2 separate regions of the Triticum aestivum genome follow, and region 1 is linked to region 2. Evidence: chromatin contacts called from public Hi-C data. All regions are on one chromosome and are shown on one strand. The core of a region is the stretch at or near the end of the contact, and the rest is flanking DNA. Distances in the headings are between cores, read along the strand shown. Region 1 holds the start of LOC543112 (WRKY transcription factor SUSIBA2). Region 2 holds the start of LOC123052270 (heterogeneous nuclear ribonucleoprotein 1).

Region 1 (7,094 bases), core at 3,785-6,284, 890 kb after region 2:
CAAAGCCTCTTCTTGTAGTCACTGGATGAGGAATCATTGCTCCTTGAGGGTCTTCCAAAGCGACCACGTCTTTAGAACTTCTAGAATTTCTTCACGAGCAGTGCTAGATCATGGCTCAGTTCTTCAGGATCACCAAGGCTGCTGTCAGAGTCTTCATCTTCAGTCTCGGAAACTGCCTTGGCCTTCAGTGCACGTGATCTGCCATAGCTCGAGCCATAGAGATCTCTCTTTTCAGCAAGCTGGAACTCATGAGTATTTAGCCTCTCGAGGATATCAGCGGGATCAAGTGACTTGTAATCAGCACGCTCTTGTATCATCAATGCCAGAGTATCAAATGAGGAATCAAGCGATCTCAACAGTTTCTTCACCACCTCGTGGTCGGTGATGTCAGTGGCACCGAGCGCTTGAAGCTCGTTTGAGATGTCAGTGAGGCGGTCGAAGGTTTGTTGAGCATTTTCATTGTCGAGTCTTTTGAAGCGGTTGAAGAGATTGTGAAGAACATCAACTCGAGAGTCACGCTGTGTTGAGACTCCTTCATTTACTTTGGACAGCCTATCCCAGATAAGCTTAGCAGTTTCCAAAGCACTCACTCCTCCATACTGTCCTTTGCTCAGATGGCCACATATGATATTCTTCGCTTGAGAATCGAGTTGCTTGAATCTCTTCACATCGGTAGCGTTCAGTGAGGGTGAGACAGAGGGAACACCATTTTCCACAACATACCAGAGATCGTTATCAATTGCCTCAAGATGCATTCGCATCTTATTCTTCCAGTAGGGGTAGTCCGTCCCATCGAAGGTAGGACACCCAGCAGAGACCTTGATCATACTTGCGGTCGACATAACTAAAACTCCAGGCGGTTAAACCAAAATCACACAGAACAAGGGAGTACCTTGCTCTGATACCAATTTAAAGTGCGTTATATCGACTAGAGGGGAGGGTGAATAGGAGATTTTTATGAATTCTTCACTAAGGAATTTGTGGGTGAGGAAATTCCTTAGCGAAGAACTACCTGCAGCGGAATAAGTACTCAAAAGTATGCATAGCAGAACACAAGCATAGTCATCATGATGAAATGAAGACAAGCACAGAGTACAGAAAGCGTAAACACAGGATAACACAGGATGAAGACAAATAGACTGAAGAAATTGAACTGAGGAAATTGAGAAAGTCTTCAGTCAAAGTCTTCAAACACAGATATGAACAAGTGCACAACACAGTTATGAGGAAATGAAAGAGTTGAGGAAATAGAACCAGTTGGCTTGGTGAAGACAATGATTTGGTAGACCAGTTCCAACTGTTGTCTCAGTTGTACGTCTGGTTGGAGCGGCTAGGTATTTAAACCTGAGGACACACAGTCCTCACCGTATTCTCCTTGAGCTAAGGTCACACAGACCTCGCCCAATCACTCGTGGTAAGTCTTCAGGTGACTTCCAAACCTTCACAAACTCGGTCACTCGGTGATCAACAATTTCCGCTTGGATGCTCTAGACCATGACGCCTAACCGTCTGGAAGAAGCACAGTCTTCAAAGGTAACAAGCATCGGATCCACGCAGGATCAATCTCTTCAGTGATGCTCAATCACTTTGGGTTTGTAGGTGTTTGGGTTTGGGTTTTTCCTCACTTGATGATTTTCGCTCAAAGTCCTCGGAGGATGGGATACTCTCAATTGACAAGTGTCCGTTTCTCTCGGAGCAGCCAACCAGCTAGTGGTTGTAGGGGGCGGCTATTTATAGCCTAGGGAGCAGCCCGTCATGATAAGACATAAATACCCTTCAATGATATGACTGTTAGGTGGGTAGATATTTTGGGACAGCTCGCGCATAGCACAACAACGGTCGGAAATTTGAGTATCAAATTCCTCAGGGCTATCATGTTCCTCACTGTGTAGGCAATCCGCACTGGCGAATTCCTAACTCCTCAGGCAGAACAAATTCCTCAGAGACCAGAAGAACTTCGTCTCTGTCACTGAAGAATATGACTGAACTGTATGAGATTTCCAATGGCTTCACTCGAAGGGATTGGTAGGTGTAGGATTTTGAGTTGAGCATCACATGGAAATTTTTCCTTAGTATTTCCTCGACCCCCTTTAACAGTACGGTGTTTCCTATGACTCAAGAAAGAGAAAATGAAAGTACGAAAACAAAAGTCTTCACGCTTCATGTTCCTCAAATGAATACCAAGTCTTCAAAGTCACACCAATTTCTTCACTTTCAAAGTCTTCAGAAATCCAAAGTCTTCAGTCGAAGAACTTCATTTTTAGGGGTCGATTTTCACTGTCAATATCAAACTCCTCATGGACTTATAGACCTGTGTACACTCATAAACACATTAGTCCATTAACCTATAAGTCTTCAATACACCAAAATCACTAAGGGGCACTAGATGCACTTACATCTTGGCAACCAGAACAATTTTCTAAATTACGAACGGTTTTTGAAAATTCCATACTTTTTAGGAAAAAACAAGAACTGGAAATTTAATTGAACATTTTTTAAAATTACAAACATTCTTACAAACATGCCTTTGTAAAAATATGAGCATTTTTTAAATTTGCAAACAATTTCTGAAAATGGAAACATGTTTTGAACATTCAGAAGAATTTTAGAGAATGTGTCTCTTTAATGCAAACATTATTTCAATTTTTTTACATATCGCTAAAATAAAAATATTTTTTGAATTTGGAACATATTTGGATTGCATTTTTTATCTTGAACTATTTTGGAAAATGAAAACAATTTTTCAAAAAAGGGAATAATTTTCCTAATTTTGAACAAATTTTGGAATGCCAAAAAATTAAAATTAGAAACATTTTAAAAAAATAGGAACCCATGTGCTCGATCAAGTCATTTTGGAGTTGCATATGAGTATGCCAAACACGCATTTCACAATGAAAATGGATGAACTATTCAAACGTTGCCGGTTCTTGGTGCTTAGGCACAACATCTTCACCCTAATATTCAAAGCCTTGATTGTATATGATGTAATCACACTCATCCGGCACAATCATGTTGTGCATGATCACACAAGCAGTCATCACCTTCCAAAGTTCTCGGTGCTTCATGTGAGTGCAGGGTGTCTAACGATACCCCATCAAGATTGAAGCACACTAAAAACACGCATCACGTGCTTCCCAGCACTCTCTTGCGCTTGGACAAATCTCTGTTTCTTCTCTTCTTTCAGATTGAATATTGTCTTCACAAGATCTGACCACCGAGGAAAAATACCATCAGCCAGGTAGTATCCTTTGTTGTAATGGCGGCCATTGATCTTAAAATTGACCTCCGGGCACGTTGATATCATCTGTGAGAACAACCATGCCGAAGAAAGAGGGCCGTATCCAAAGATCTTGTGAAGCCACCGCTTCTAGTATGATAGTGCAACCTTTCACGTGCCCCTTGTACTACCCCTGCCAAGCAAATGGACACTTCTTCACTTCCAGTGCATACAATCTATGCCGCCAAGCATTTTCGGAAAGGCTCTATTCACATTGATCGCCAACAACGAGTTTGTATCTGCGGCATTTGGCTCTCTCACGCACTCAGGGCCAACACACTGCCACCACGACAGAACTTGTACATTGATTTGAGACATGTGGACTCACTCACACGGACGTACTCATCCACAAGATCATTGGGAAATTCATATGCAAGGATACGAATAGCCATAGTGCATTTCTGATAAGAAGAGAAGTCAACCTTGCCAAGAATATGATTGAATACTCGTCCCCACTCTTCACGGAACGCGTGTGAACCTTGCCAAGAATATGACAAAGAGCTTGTGGTTGCTGCAATGGTCGTCAATGGCCACATTGCTCGGTGGTGGCCTAGGTTCAGGGGGTCAATCTCGGGCCATGCTCCAGCGTTGAACCATAATAGGCAGAGTGATCATGCCCTGCTCTATGCCGATTACTTTAAGGATTCCCCGCTCTTCAAACCCCATCTTTTCCGGCGCCGCTTCCGGGTGGCGAGGCATGTATTCAATCATATTCGAAAGGGAGTGGTCGCATATGATTATTACTTTGAGTGCAAGGAGATGGACAGCGGCAGGTGGCCTTGCAGAGTGAGGCGAATGGTGTTGGGGCCAATGGGCGTCGCCGGCGACCATGGTTTATCTGGTACCAGAGGCGGCAAACAAAGCCCACAAACGCCAGCAAGAACTCCTAAAAGCGGGTCCGGGGGAGGGGGATTTGTGTGGATGCGTAGGGGCTTGTGCGGCCAACTTGCACCGCACGGAGCAGCCAGAAAATGGGCGGCGGCGGGGGAGCCGCGTAGGGAAGGGGAAAAGGGGAATGTTTTCTCGACAGGTGAGCCAGAGGGAGGACAAAGGAAGCACCCGAGTCCATGCCTTGTCCGTTTCAGCGCAACACGGTTTAAATTTAGACCGGAAATGAGTGAACGGCGGGAAAAAAAAGACATCCGTCCGTTTACAGAGACGCGTGTTAAACGCGGCCGGACTAAATTGTGTCGCGTGTTGGAGTTGGAGTTGGCATTAGATAGCCGTGTTTTTCGTTTGTCCCTTTGGTGCAGGAATAGCAGATATCCCAATACACAACCGCCTCATCAACGTATCCGCACGTTACACTGTCGCCAGCCGTCCATGCTTTTCTTCTACCCTGCGTAGATTTGGTAGTATACAGTGTAGCCAAAAAGAGTCGTTGCAGAACAATAAAACCCATTTAACCGCGGTAGAAACTCCCCGCGGCATTTTAAAATCCAGGCCCGGATTTACCATGTCGTTCTCATTCAATGCCAAGAGGATCATCATGGGGCACTCTGACAGGCATCCCATGCCGAATTTAAAACACGCATTTACTTTGCCCACCAGTATCCCAGCCTCACCCGCAGCCCCAACCCGCCCCCTCACCCCTCTCCCTGACGCGCCGACCGGCCCCCCGCGGCCCCACCCAGCAGCCACACCCAGAAAAGTAGCCCATCGGTGCCTCCAAAGTCCCAACCCCGCAGCCAGCCGCGGTCGCTGTCGCCACCCCCTGCCCCCGGATCCCACCACCGGTTTCGTGCCGCGGTTGCTCACATCACACCACACCACGCACGGCCGCTTCCCTCCCCGCTCTGAGCTCGCGTGCGTACCCAACCGGGGAAATTTCGGGCGCCATCCAGGGGCGGAAGGGTCATTTCCCCTGGCCCCATTAATTAAGTCCACACGAGCCGCAGCCCCACTCCCCACGCCGCCTTCGCTAGCGGACGAGCCCGCCCTCCCCAAACTGCCCCTCTCACCGTCGCCTCCAAAACCACCTCCGCCTTCCTCCTCACTCAGGCCCCTCCGCTCAGCCCCGCACCGCGCCGATGGCCGATTCGCCGAACCCTAGCCCCGGGGACCTCCCCTCGGCCGCCGGGAGCTCGCCCGAGAAGCCGCATCCCGCGGATCGACGCGTCGCGGCGCTCGCCGGCGCGGGCGCGAGGTACAAGGCCATGTCCCCCGCGCGGCTGCCGATCTCGCGCGAGCCCTGCCTCACCATCCCCGCCGGCTTCAGCCCCTCCGCCCTCCTAGACTCCCCGGTGCTCCTCACTAACTTCAAGGTGATTGCCGCCTCCCTGTACTGTACCTATCGCCTCTGGCCTCCTGTTACTACTTGTTACCGCGGGATCTGCCGGTTGTACGGCGTCCGTGTCATGCTGAGGTCAATTTGAGCTGGGGAAAAGGAGGGATTCCGATGCGCATTAGCTCCGCGCTCTAGTTTATGAGACAATTGCGCCGGGGAATTGGCTCGTGGCCTCGGAATAACGCGCTTTCCCTGTGCGCTTTCGCATTTCCGGCCATGCCATGAAGCTTCTGGAACTTCCTTTTCTGCGGGCGTTCTTCGTGATATGTTTGTTTTCCCTCCGTTTCTTCTTTTGGAGCGTCCCCGCGCCGTCTACTTGCTGTGGAGTGAGGTGGATGCTGTTGCTTGTGCGTCTGCAGGGAATTATTCTGTTAGTTATGCACACACTTGGGGGCTACGAGAACAAATCATCATTTGACATTCCTTCTACGGGGGCTCTGTAGGGCCTTATCTAAGGAAACGCCCCCTCGGCTCTGGCCGGTTATACTGGTGGTGTGCTAAGAGATGGTGCTCGTTCATAAGGAAATCACCAAGTAATTGTGGTCGGGTTGACCATTTGGTTGTTATTCTTCCTCGGGATTGATTGTAGAAGTGGTATTTGTTTACCTGAGTCCTCTTGCTGGCAGCGTACAGACTGAAATAGCCCTTGCTTGCTGGGCCTAGTCACTTGCAGCATCATTTTTACTTTCTTTGTCTTGCTCTGTTGTTCTTGCCGGCCTTCTTCTTCTTCATGTTTCCTCTTTCAAGCATAGGAGAAAATGATTGATAAACTTGTTACTTTTAAGGAAAAATATTTATTAAGGTGGCATTTATTTCAGAGGGCGAGGTACTTCATATATGCAATCTGCAGGCTATAGTAAAGAAAAATATTTATTAAAGTGACATTTATTTCAGAGGGCGATGTACTTCATATATGCAATTTGCAGCCTATAGTGTTGTTGTACTTTCTTTTTTGCGTTCACAAGTAAAGTATTCAGATGTCTTAAAGCGTGGTAGACATCGAAAATAGTTAACAAAGATTTCTTTCAGGTTGAACCTTCACCAACAACTGGTAGTCTGAGCATGGCTGCAATCATGCACAAGAGTGCTCATCCAGACATACTGCCTTCGCCACGGGATAAGTCTATTCGAGCCCATGAAGATGGGGGTTCTAGGGATTTTGAATTCAAGCCTCATCTGAATTCGTCTTCTCAATCACTGGTACACAACCTTTAATTTTCTTTTCTCTGCGTCCCATAGAGATTAATGTACTTTATCTTGCAGAACATCAAAAGAAAATTTAAGCATTTTGTTTCTATACGACCCCACAAATATATCTGGCCTTTATTGTGCATATTATAACCATAATCCGGCTAGGTTCTTGAATTGTTGCATAATTCATCATCTTGCCTATCATTTGTAAATGTTTGTACGAACTTACCTATTTTATTCTGATCTTTTTTGGAGGGTAGGAAGGTAACACTATCCCAGATGCATGGCAAATCTCAGTATAGAACTCATTAACTCAATGTCCATATGTAGCATTACGTC
Region 2 (6,617 bases), core at 2,966-5,465:
CTAGCGGAGAGCATAAGAATAAATTGTTTGTAGGGTACGAAACCACCTCAAAGCTATTCTTTCCGTTCGATCTATTCAAGAGTTCGTACTAAAATAACATAAAGCTATTCTTTCCGTTCGATCTATCCTAGAGTTTGTACTAAAATAACACCAAAGCAAATTCATATTCATAATACTCAATCCAACACAAAGAACTTCAAAGAGTGCCCCAAGATTTCTACCGGAGAAACAAAGACAAGAACGTGCATCAACCCCTATGCATAGATTACCCCAATGTCAGCTCGCGAATCCGCGAGTTGAGTGCCAACACATATATCAAGTGAATCAATACGATACCCCGTTGTTACCACGAGTATTCAATTACAAGACATATATCAAGTGTTCTCAAATACATAAAAGTATTCAATCCGATAACAACGAAATCTCAAAGGGAAAAACTCAATTCATCACAACAAGATAGAGAGGGGAAAACACCATATGATCCGACTATATTAACAAAGCCCGCGATACATCAAGATCGTGACATCTCAAGAACACGAGAGAGAGAGAGAGATTAAACACATAGCTATTTGTACAAACCCTCAGCCCCGAGGGTGGACTACTCCCTCCTCATCGTGGTGGCCGCCGGGATGATGAAGATGGCCACCGGAGATGATTCCCCCCTCCGACAGGGTGCCGGAACGGGGTCTAGATTGGTTTTCGGTGGCTACAGAGGCCTACAGCGGCGGAACTTTTGATCTAGGGTTATTTCTGATGGTTTCTCTATTTATAGGATTTTTTGGCGTCAGTTTCATGCGAAGATGGGCCTCGAGGTGAGCATAACCCACCGGGGCAAGCCAGGCCCACCAGGCGCGCCCTGGTGGGTTGTGCCCTCCTCGTGGCTCTTCTGGCCCTCCCACGAAGCTTCAGGGGTCTCTTTTGTTCCAAAAAAATCATCAAAAAGTTTCAGCTCATTTGGAGAACTTTCATTTCTGCACAAAAAACAACACCACGGTAGTTCTGCTGAAAACAATGTCAGTCCGGGTTAGTTCCATGAAAATCATACCAAATCCATATAAAATTGTTGTAAACATGGCATGAATACTTTATAAATTATAGATACGTTGGAGACGTATCGGTGAGTGACTCCTTAGTCATTTGCTTGCAAGCTTATGATGTGTATTACCGAGAGGGCTCAAAGATACCTCTCCGATACTCGGAGTGACAAATCCTAATCTTGATCTATGCCAACACTACACACACCTTCGGAGATACCTGTAGAGCATCTTTATGATCACCCAGTTATGTTGTGACGTTTGATAGCACACAACGTATTCCTCCGGTATCCGGGAGTTGCATAATCTCATAGTCGAAGAAATATGTATTTGACATGAAGAAAAGCAATAGCAATAAACTGAACGGTTAATATGCTAAGCTAACATATGGGTCTTGTCCATCACATCATTCTCCTAATGATGTGATCCCGTTATCAAATGACAACTCGTGTCTATGGTTAGGAAACCTTAACCATCTTTGATCAATGAGCTAGTTTCCGGTCAATACAATTCTAACATGAATAATAAACCTTTATCATGATTTAGGAAATATAATAATAATCACTTTATTGCCTCTAGGGCATGTTTCCATCAATAATGGACATACATATGTAGTTTATATGCAAGATTGAAGAGAAATAGAAAAAAAGCAGATTACTGGGAAGAGCTTATTGGGATCCTGACAAAGCACCTCACCTGCAAACCCCTTCTAAATTATTGGGACAACCAAATAACAATTTATTGGGGAACATTTTTTGATAACCTCCTGGAAATGCTCTTAGTTTTTTTGCGGGCATGTTTGTGTTTTCACATTTCTAAAAACTTAAGGAGACAATTTCCTGTTGAGTTACTACTCCATATCACAATCATATGATACCCGTCTTTTTCGCAAGGGTTTGTGTCAAAAGACTTTCAACCACGCCCCCTACCTCGTCCATTGCAGAGACCATCCACATTTTGATACAATGATAAGGAAAAATCAGATTGGATTAAGGCCCTTTTTGTTTGGGCTTATACTTCAGGTTTTGCAGTTTTTCCACTTTGGCTTTAGCCGCCTTTAAATCATGCATGTAGCATATTTGAATTATGTGAGATATTTTCTGGGCATGAGAGAGCATGTCATTTTCAAGCCATTTAATCCCCTGCAAGCGTACATCGCTACATGCATCCCGTCAATGATACTCCATTTTTCGCCTCCGCTAGTAGAAGAGTAGTACCAACCCGACCCCGACTTATATAAGATATCGGGGCCCTAGGTTTACAAAAGTCAGAGTCCTTCCCGGATTCGGCTTATTGTCTTGAACAACAAGGCTTCTTGAATCTTTATTCTACAGGGCCCATGTGCCAGCATGATGGCCCAGGGTGGAAACCGACCCTCGGGGTCCTCGGTCAACATAATTGGGCCGACAACCAGCAAGGTGAGGCACCCCCGGGCCATAACCATTAAACATCGTGCTGACCAGTAAACTAATGCAGCCGAGCCAACGAAACAAATCATTTTTGCAGCGCGCGTGCCTGGTTGGGCTTCTTGGAGGATAAACACGCCCCTAGTTAGTACCTAGTTCTCGCTCGAGTTCCTCACTCATGCATGCTAATCAACAAATTGTTTATTGTTTTTTATTTTGCTAATTTCCTCTTCATTCTCTTTACTTAATAAATTTGGATCTTTCATCCTGATTTATATTTTTTCTCTCCCAACCCACAATTATATTTTTATACCAAATATTGCACATGCATGTGTGTGCACATACTTGTCTTTAGTACGCATTTATGTTTGTTTTTCACATTCCAGAATCATATTTCCATGTTACAATCATATGATGCAAGATAAGAAAAATTCTGATTGGATAAAGAGTATTTCAACTGGATAGCCCAATAATTTGGAAGTCTTAAATTTTGTATTTCGCTAAAATCCCAACGTCAGATTTTTAAGCATGGCCAATCGAATGTTTTTTTTACAAATTATATTTTGCGGTGGCCAGGATTTGCCATGCTCGTTGAAGGGAATTGCCATGCAATGACAACGTAATTTACCATAAAACTATTTGATTTGCCATGTTTAAAAACCGACGCCAGATTTTTAATATTCTCGTAAAGTTTGACTGTAGACGTAGTACCGACGAAACATGAGTATATATGACCTCAAGTTTTTTTAGCCGCATCTGATCATGCATGTGCACATGTTCTAGCATGCGGCATACTTGAATTACATGAGATGTTTTTCGGGCATAAAAGAAAGAACGTGTCATTTTTTCCCGAAAAGAAAGAAAGAAAGAAAGAACCTGTCATTTTCAAGCCGTTTTATCCCCCGTTGACGGTACTCCGTTTCTCGTCTCCGCCAGTAAAAAACTTCCAACCACGTCTTCCTACCTTGCCCATTTGTGGAGACCATCCACATTTTGATACAATGATAAGAAAATATCAGATTGGATAAAGACTATTTGAATTGGAAAGCCCAATAATTTGAAACTAACGCAGCCCGGAGAAAAAGAATGAAATCATTAGAGTTTCACCGTTGCCTAAAAAAAAGATTTCACCATAGTAGTGTACAAAACATTGAGTATAACGTCATGGTTTTTTAGCCGGCCGGATGATATAATTTGTTTACCCTTCTCATGTTTATTTCTGTGTTGCTTGTATGGAGCATTAGATATTTGCATAGAGGTTTCTGCTATATGCGTAGTAGCATGAGCTTAATATTGTCACTTTGTCAGTGTCATGTTCATAATTTATTTACGGATTAAATCAATCAAAAAATTGCTAATTTTATCCAACAATTATTTCATGGTTTTTAGCCGCATGTGATGGTGCATGCGGCATATTTGAATTACGTGAGATATTTTCTGGGCATGAGAGAGCATGTCATTTTCAAGCCATATAATCCCCTTACCTGTATGCATCCTGTCAATGATGCTACTCCATTTCTCGTCTCCGCCGGTAAAAGAGCACGACTATACCATTTCAAAAGCTCGGAGCTTTCGGTGCACGAGAAAGAAGAGAATTTGAAACTGGGCAGGTTCATCTCCGGCTAGCACGCAGCGTCAGCTGGGTTCGTCTTCCTCCTCGCGGCGCACCAGCCCAGCTCAGGGTCCAGCGCGGCAGGGCAGGGCAGGGCCGAGGGAGCGGGCGGCACGCACCAACCTGCCCTCCCGGATAGTTTTATGCGATTATCCGCGTCACCCCACCGGCCCCCGCCCCCGCTGCTGCTTTCCCAATCGAGCCGAGCACCGCGATTCCAGGCCAGCGGAAACCGATTAAAAAAGGCAACCCCCCCTCCGTCCGCGCAAAAGTAAAAAACAACAACCGCATCGCAGCGCAGCGCAGCGTAGCACCGAGCGAGCGGAGGGGGGGAGGGAGAGAGGAGCGAGCAAAGGTTCGATAAAAAGGAGAGGAGGAGACGAAGCGTCCAAGCCCAAGTAACATCCCCACCTCCCCTTCCTCCCCTCCCTTTCCCATCGCCCCGGCCGCATCGAGATCTTGGCTGGCACCGCCGGAGATCGCGAGGAGCGGCCCCGCGGCTCCCCCGATCCCACCACCTCCTCCTCCGCCGCCGCCGACCGCCGCCGCCGACCGCCGATCGGTGAGTCGCCCGATCCGCCCCGGCTAGCTCCGCCCCGCTCCGCCCTGCGCCGATCGCCGCCGGATCGGCCGGATCTGGTACGGATCTCGCGTAATTCCGCGGCCCTGTGAGGCGCGCTTGTCGTTTTGCTGCGTGGGCCGCGGGCGCGGCTCGATCGCCGCGTTGCTTTCAGCTCGGATCTAGCTAGCCCTGCGTGCGCGCGGGGCGTGTGCGCGTTTCGTTTTGTGGCTGCCCTTGTGGATAAGTCGGGGTTTTGTCCGCATTTGCTATGGCTGGCTGGTATGAATTCGCCCTGACTTGTGGATTGCAGGGGTAGGAGGGGAGGGGAGGACGCGATGGAGGCCGACTCCGGGAAGCTCTTCGTCGGCGGCATCTCCTGGGAGACGGACGAGGACCGCCTCCGTGAATACTTTGGCCGCTTCGGCGAGGTCACCGAGGCTGTCATCATGCGGGACCGCAACACCGGCCGCGCCCGCGGCTTCGGCTTCATAGTCTTCGCCGAGGCGGGCGTTGCTGAGCGAGTCACCATGGACAAGCACATGATCGATGGCCGCATGGTAATTACGTGATGCCATTCTCGCTCCTTCTTCTGCTAGGTGTAGTCATGCGCATTTCGTTGGGAATTCTGTTTGTAATCCTGTCTGTGGTTCAATCAAGCTTGAGCTCAATTGTCTGCGCCAATTCAATTCAGGTCGAAGCCAAGAAAGCTGTTCCCAGGGATGACCAGAGCATTGCAAGCAAGAACAATGGCAGCAGCATAGGCTCGCCTGGGCCAGTCCGTACCAGAAAGATCTTTGTTGGGGGGCTGGCCTCCAATGTTACTGAGGTTGAATTCAGAAGGTATTTTGAGCAATTCGGTATGATAACAGATGTGGTTGTCATGTACGACCACAACACACAGAGGCCCAGGGGCTTTGGCTTCATCACCTATGATTCAGAAGATGCAGTGGATAAGGCGCTGCACAAGAACTTCCACGAGCTTAATGGCAAGATGGTTGAAGTCAAGAGAGCTGTCCCAAAGGAGCAGTCGCCTGGACCTGTCGCACGCTCACCTGCTGGAGGGCAGAACCTTGCTATCAGCAGGGTTCACAACTTCTTGAATGGCTTCAACCAGGGATATAGCCCAAACCCGATAGGAGGTTACGGCATGAGAGTGGATGGAAGGTTTGGGCTGCTTTCAGGTGCACGAAATGGGTTTTCTTCATTTGGCCCCAGTTATGGAATGGGCATGAATGTTGAAACTGGGATGAATGCGAATTTTGGTGCAAACTCTAGTTTCCTCAATAACTCAAATGGGCGGCAAATGGGTTCATACTACAATGGTGGTTCAAACAGACTAGGCAGCCCTATTGGGTATGTTGGTCTGAATGACGATTCAGGATCAATATTGAGTTCAATGGGAAGGAATGTTTGGGGTAATGGAAATGTCAACTACCAGAACAGCCCTGCAAACATGAGTTCTTTTGTACCATCTGGAAGTGGGAGTCAAGTTGGTATTACTGGCGACAGTATAAATTGGGGAGGTCCTTCTGCCCATGGGATGGGAAGCATTTCAAGCCTTGGGTCTAACATTGGCCGTGGGGCTGGAGATAACTTTGGTTTGCCGTCTGGCGGCTATGGAAGGAGCAACCCAACTGGCACCATTGGTGAACCTTTTTCTGCATCAGCCAATGCATATGAAATGAACAACATAGATACATATGGCAACAACTCTATTTATGGTGACTCAACCTGGAGGTTCACGTCATCTGAGATAGATATTCCTCCTTTTGATAATGATCTTGGAAATATCGATCCAGATATCAAATCGAACATGCCAGCAAGTTACATGGGCAACTATACTGTTAATAATAATCAGACAAGCAGAGGTCAGTATCTGCTTCAACATTTTGCTATCAGTTACACATGAATTTCCCATCTTTTTTTTGAAAGTTAAAGGTGCTGCATAACTCAGCTATTCAAAACATAGAACGGATATTTAAATAGAGCAATTGATCTACCCA

What was found. A called contact is a pair of places that touch in the nucleus more often than the background predicts.
Region 1: a contact with region 2 is called in a Hi-C map of leaf, with 5 times the contacts expected there. The contact joins the promoter of LOC543112 here to the promoter of LOC123052270 in region 2. A contact is called at or near these places in 3 of 5 Hi-C or Micro-C datasets (all in leaf).

What each region holds. Positions count from the first base shown.
Region 1 is chr2D:148,293,491-148,300,584 of IWGSC CS RefSeq v2.1, forward strand. It overlaps LOC543112 (WRKY transcription factor SUSIBA2), which reads left to right and starts at 5,035. Exons shown (of 6, transcript XM_044475403.1): 1 at 5,035-5,541; 2 at 6,594-6,764. The coding sequence starts at 5,308.
Region 2 is chr2D:147,403,318-147,409,934 of IWGSC CS RefSeq v2.1, forward strand. LOC123052270 (heterogeneous nuclear ribonucleoprotein 1) reads left to right here and starts at 4,216. Exons shown (of 5, transcript XR_006424545.1): 1 at 4,216-4,614; 2 at 4,925-5,171; 3 at 5,306-6,482.